Regions from separate parts of the Mus musculus genome. Here region 2 is linked to region 1. The links are chromatin contacts, called in public capture Hi-C maps. All regions are on one chromosome and are shown on one strand. The core of a region is the stretch at or near the end of the contact, and the rest is flanking DNA. Distances in the headings are between cores, read along the strand shown. Region 1 overlaps Aim2 (absent in melanoma 2). Region 2 has its middle 35 kb from the start of Ifi204.

Region 1 (2,772 bases), core at 140-2,639:
AATAATATTTGAACATATTCTCTGACTGAAATCCTTTCCCACCGAGTCTCCTTTGAATTTCGTTGCCTAGTTGCCTTTACCTGTGTTTTCTTAGGCCTCATCCATATCTGCAGTTGCTATTTCCTTTTCTTTTTAATTATCATTTTAGTTAGCATACAGAGCACTGGGCTTCATTATAACATTTTCTATCACTCCCTTGCTGCCCCATTTCACCCCCCTCAAATAGACTCCCTTCTGATTTGCTAGCATACAGATCCCTTACTTCTCATCACTCACTCCCTTCTCGCTGCCCTGCAGTTTTTAATGATACCATCTCAATGTGTTCTAGCCTCAGCTACCTTCATTGCTGTTTCTACTACTGTTGGATTTACAGTTGAGGACATTATTAGCAACTCGCCCACTATGCCTCTTATCCTTGGGTTAGAACATCAAGACCTCACTGATCTTCCTGTTTGAAACCTTCCACAGAGTGACTGGAAATGCCACTGATATCTGCAGCTTATGCCATTGTATGTCGGCATCTCTCAAACTCTACTGGGTCTGGACTTGGAGTAAAGTAGGGCAGGTGAATCTTGTAACCTGTTACCTCCATATCACTCACTGTAACTGTAGTTCGTGTTTTATATTACAGCTGTTCTACCTAACACATGACTCATGGCCTGTGTTACTTAATCACAGCTCAGATGCTGATCCAACAATTAAGTCTCAGCTTAGACTACTGGTAGTGAGTAAGGGCTCGCTCCCTGATACACGTAGAAGATGTCATGACACGCCTTTTAAATATACGTTATTAGAACTGTAATGAAAAGATGACAGGAGATGTACTTAGGTCTGCCTCCCCATCCAGCTGGCAACAAAGGAATTTATGTAGCCTGATGAAGAAGAAACAGAGAGCTGGTTGGCAGTAGGCAAAAGTCATGCTTGAATAGTCTCTACCAAGTATGTTGGTGTAAGTAGAACTCATGCCTAATTCTCGTTTGGTTTGTACTTGTCAACATTACCCCTTTAAGCAATCTGTGTCCTGAAAGCCCTGCTCTGTTCCTTAGCTCCCCCTTCTGGAGGACCTGATTGTGACTGTGCTTTGAAGGTCTTAAGGTCAGGTTCTAGAATTCTGTACCTGTGTCTTGAAACCACTTGCACAGTGTCTGATGATGAGAATGTGTCCGTATCATCAAGAACTTCTGTATCTCTAGGTCTGTTGTCAGGTCCAAGCTAGAGGTTTCCCTCGTAGCATTCTGTGTTTCTCTATCACAGCATCTCCACTCTGTTACAAAGGCCCAAGGCCAGAGGCCTGTAGCTCTCTTCTAGGTTGTAGAGTCTTTAAGAGATGGGGCCAAGTGGGAGTAGGGTCAAGGGGGTATTTCCCCAAGGCGGACATTAGGCATATGGTTCCTCTTTCCATTCCTTTCTTTCACTTTCTACAAACATGAGGAAAATGACTGCTTTCTTCATATGTTCCCACAATGGCAGACTGTGCCACCACCATCTCAGAGCAATGGGGCCAGTTTGTCCTGATCTGAAACTCTGAAACAGCCAAAGCCGTGAGGACAAATACAATTTCTTCTTTGGAGTTTGATTACATCCGGCATTTTGCTATAATAGCAGGATACTCCCTAACATGGACACTGCCTTCTTTTTGTCTATTAAATTAGGCTGATTTTTTTATGCACACTGTCCAGGTGCAGTATCATCTGAGAACATATGAGCATCAAGCACATTTGAGCTGTGGCTAGTGTGACTAAGAAACATTTTTATCTGCATTTTAATAAATTTTTTATTTATGACCTGTAAGGTGGTGGGAACTGAATTGGGCATACACAATTATAGATGTTAAACTCTCTGATCTTTTTTTCCGGGGCCAGTACTGTGCCTGGTAGATGGTTTAAAAGTGTGTCTATAGCGACCCACAGCCAAACATTAGGTAGAGCTTGAGAAATTTCCTGGAAGACGAGGAGGAAGGATTGTAGGGGTCAGAGAGGTTAATGACACCACAAGAAAACCCACAGAATCAACTAACCTGAGCCCATAGAGACTCACAGAGACTGAGCCACCAACCAGGGACCCTGTATGGTACTGACCCACTCCCTTGGCATACATGTTCCAGTAGTGAAACTTGGTCTTCTTGTTGGGCTCCTAACAGTGGAGGCAAGGTTGTCTCTGTTGCCTGCCTTTTGGACATTTTCCCCTTACTGGATTACCTTGTCTATCCTTAACAGAAGGGGGTGCTTGCTCTTACTGTAACTTGATATGCTATGGTTGGTTTATCTCCATTGAGGCAGAGGAGGTGTAAATAGGGGATGGAAAGAGGGCAAAGGAGGGAGAGGGACTAGGAGGAGAGGAGGGAGGGGAAATGCTGGTCAGTATGTAAATTAATTTAAAAATTTCAAAGAGGCCTGCATATATCTGCAAGTTGTATGTCTCTTAATATATTTTTTTGATGAGATTAAGATTGAATGGAAGGAAATGCTGTTTTGGAAGCACTAAGATATCTGTGCTGATGAGCTTAAGAGATTTGAGTTATTGTTATTGGATATGAAAGGTCTTAAGCGTGAGCTAGCAATAGCTGATCCACTTAAGGCAGCCGGATGGTTATATAAAAGTTCTGCTTCAACTCTGAGTGATACCATGGAGACTTAAAAAATTTGTATATTCATAAATCGGATATCTAAAAGTAAGAAAAATGAAGGATCTTCCCTCCTGGGATAAAAGATTCTTCGTTCTGGAGTGGGCATCTCTAGTTTTCCCTGCGTTTGAGTAGTTACACGCTCTACA
Region 2 (2,772 bases), core at 157-2,656, 370 kb after region 1:
AAGTCACATAACCAGCTAAGGAAATTTTGACACTTGATAGCTGCTGAGAAAGGAAGAATCATTCTTATTAAAGGCATATGAGGCCCCTGGTTGGTTGAACAGAAAATGTCCTTGATGGGTTTCAAAAATAAAAGGAAATACCAAGTTGGGTGGGTAGGGGAGGCAGTATATCCCTGGAAGGGATTATGGAAGGGGGAAGAGGGTGAATATAAGCAAAATGCACTTATCAAAGAAAATACAGTTCTTCTATAATGAAAATTTCAAACTTGAGTAGGTGCACCTAAAAGGAAGTACATTACCAAGGTTGAGGGACAGACGGAAGAGAATATAAAGAACATCCTGGGTGAAACAACAGTAGCAGAAGCAAAACAAAACTCTGCTGATTGCCACTCTACCCTGGGAGCGCTAACCAGTCCAATGACAAGGTCTGCCAATTGTTATTTAAGAAATTTACCTATAGGTTGTTTATAAAAGATTCCCCAACAGTAGAGAAATCTAAAATTAAATTCACTAGAAACTAAAGAACATCCTATTTATCTACATTAGTGGAGCTTTAATAGTACCGAAGGCAAAACTATTATTAAATACCATAGAAAGATAAACCCTCCCATCTTAGAAGAAGGTAGTTTTAACTATGGATTTTTCAGTTAATAATAGTGCATGTTCTTCGTCATTATTTCACAGCTCTACTGAAACATGGAATATATCTTCACACAAGTACACGTATCCATGCACATACATATACATCACATACATTCAATATCTGTGAGAGCACACAAATCTGTAATTTTTTAAAAAAGATAAAAAGGAGAACCCACAGGTTTACAGTTAATATGACAGTGTAGTCATTACTGAGTTAGTAGGGTAAAAAGATCTGGAAAAATCTGGAAAGTTTGAGCAGGATAACTGATAAACTTAGCAACATAGGTCTAATCCAGGTACAAATCTCAAATTGACATTTAAATTACAAAGTTTGAGTACACACGGAGTCCTATGCCAGAGGATACAGAAAGCCTTTAAAATATCCTAAAAGTAGACAAAATAGACAACAGAAATGATTGTATTTAACTGACCTTCATAGTCCCTATATTTTATGACAACAAAATAAAAACAAAAATAAATAAAATTTAGCCTATCACAAAGAATAACTTTCATGATGACAAAAAGTTTCTCTCAGTGACTAAATACTATTCTTACTCCCTTTTTTGAAGGGGAGAGAAAGAAAGAGTTACATATGCATATTGAAACAGGAAGTATTTGAATAACTGTATTTGTGATTCTTAGGAACGTTGTACTGCACATGTCCACTAGTTCTCATGCTGTCTAATATTAAAATAAGACCAGATGATGAAGCTCCTTATTCAAATGCATGATTTCACTGAATATTATATCACAGTAATTTTTTATATCACTAAACTGTCTTTTACTCAGTCCAGCCACCAGATTCCCTTGCACCGCCCAGCCCAGGCTACTGAAGCCTTCTTGTTTTCCATTCATTGACACTTATACTTAGGAAGCTAATTTTATAACCTGCACTAATCAAAGCTCATGTTTTCTTACCTCAAGCTCGAAGCATGGAGAAAGAAAGATGCTGTCATCTTCCTGAATGAGGTATCAGAACCTGTTGCAGCAGGTTCACTGCCCTGCTGGCAGCTGAACGATCTGTGCTCACCCCACCAGCCACTGGGAAGAACCACACTGATCCCCTATGTTCTTGTGGGTTTCATGGAGCTATCTCTTCTATATATAAAAGGGGAGAGACTTACCTCCGTGGAAATTTCTCAACAATGTTCAGATTATAAATCTTCAAGTCAGGAAATGCAGTTTCTCTGTTTTGAGTAGAAAGAGAAATGACTCAAAAAAGTACACCAGAATGCATTGCAATCTTATTAAATGCTGAGAAAATGTAGTATTTACAAAATAACGGGGGGGGGGGAACAAGAGAACTGGTTAAAGTAAGTTCCTAGCTTGAGCAGGGCTGGATGTTTTACAGTGTGCTGTCTTCCTGGGAAACAAGATGAAACTGGGCTCCTCCCAGCACTGTTCATAGCTTTCCATTTCCCCAGCTCTTAAAATAGAGCACTTTATTTCCTGTTATTAATGTAATTTCCAGAAAGAAGCATACACACACACACACACACACACACTCACACACACACACACACACACACACAAACACACACACACAGGAGAGAGAGAAATTGCAACACTGCATGTTTTATGTCTAGTAGACTTACAAGTGGGTCACTAGGAATCACTCTCATCTGAAAGAAGATGAATCACAAGGAGATACAAGCGAGTCACTCAGCCACCTCACCCTTCTTTGTTTGTTCAGTATGAAAGTGGTCAGAGGGGAGCGCCTGAGAGTCTGTTGTTCCTTGGATTTGATGAAGCCTGCTACCTCAGCTGTAATACTTTTGTTTCATGCCTGCCAGCTTGTTTGACACAAAAGCAGCTTGACTGTAGGCACAGCCAGTATAGGGGAATGCCAGGGCCAGGAAGCCAGTGTGGGTTGGTTGGTGAGCAGATGGAGGGAGGAGGGGATAGGGAGTCTTCAGTGGGGAAACCAGGAAAGGGGATAACATCCGAAATGTAAATAAAGAAAACATCTAATAAAATGAAAAAAAAAAGAAGATAAAATCATTTTCAAAAAAAGTTTGACTGAAAGAAAGGTCAAGTTGACCATATTCTGAGGCTTAAATAGTCGTCGTCATCATCAAATTCCCAATCTGTAGCCTTCACTCATATAAACTGACCCTGGAAAATAACTCT

The links. Capture Hi-C pulls out chosen DNA fragments and counts their contacts.
Region 2: a capture Hi-C map of macrophages shows a contact between it and region 1, with 7 times the contacts expected there. The contact joins two enhancer-like sites. A contact is called at or near these places in 1 of 115 datasets of contacts at active chromatin or transcription factors (large pre-B cells) and 1 of 9 other capture datasets (macrophages).

Annotation. Positions count from the first base shown.
Region 1 is chr1:173,429,147-173,431,918 of GRCm38.p6, forward strand. All of the region lies in intron 2 of Aim2 (absent in melanoma 2), which reads left to right. Among named protein-coding and RNA genes, the nearest start is that of Aim2, 9.9 kb to the left of the region's middle. Within about 2 kb of position 1,390, at least 40 of the 459 cell types and tissues checked have an H3K27ac peak or open chromatin away from gene starts, as enhancers often do. A contact at or near this core is called in macrophages, where this site is marked.
Region 2 is chr1:173,800,730-173,803,501 of GRCm38.p6, forward strand. It overlaps the pseudogene Ifi203-ps. Among named protein-coding and RNA genes, the nearest start is that of Ifi204, 35 kb to the left of the region's middle. Within about 2 kb of position 1,407, at least 29 of the 459 cell types and tissues checked have an H3K27ac peak or open chromatin away from gene starts, as enhancers often do. A contact at or near this core is called in macrophages, where this site is marked.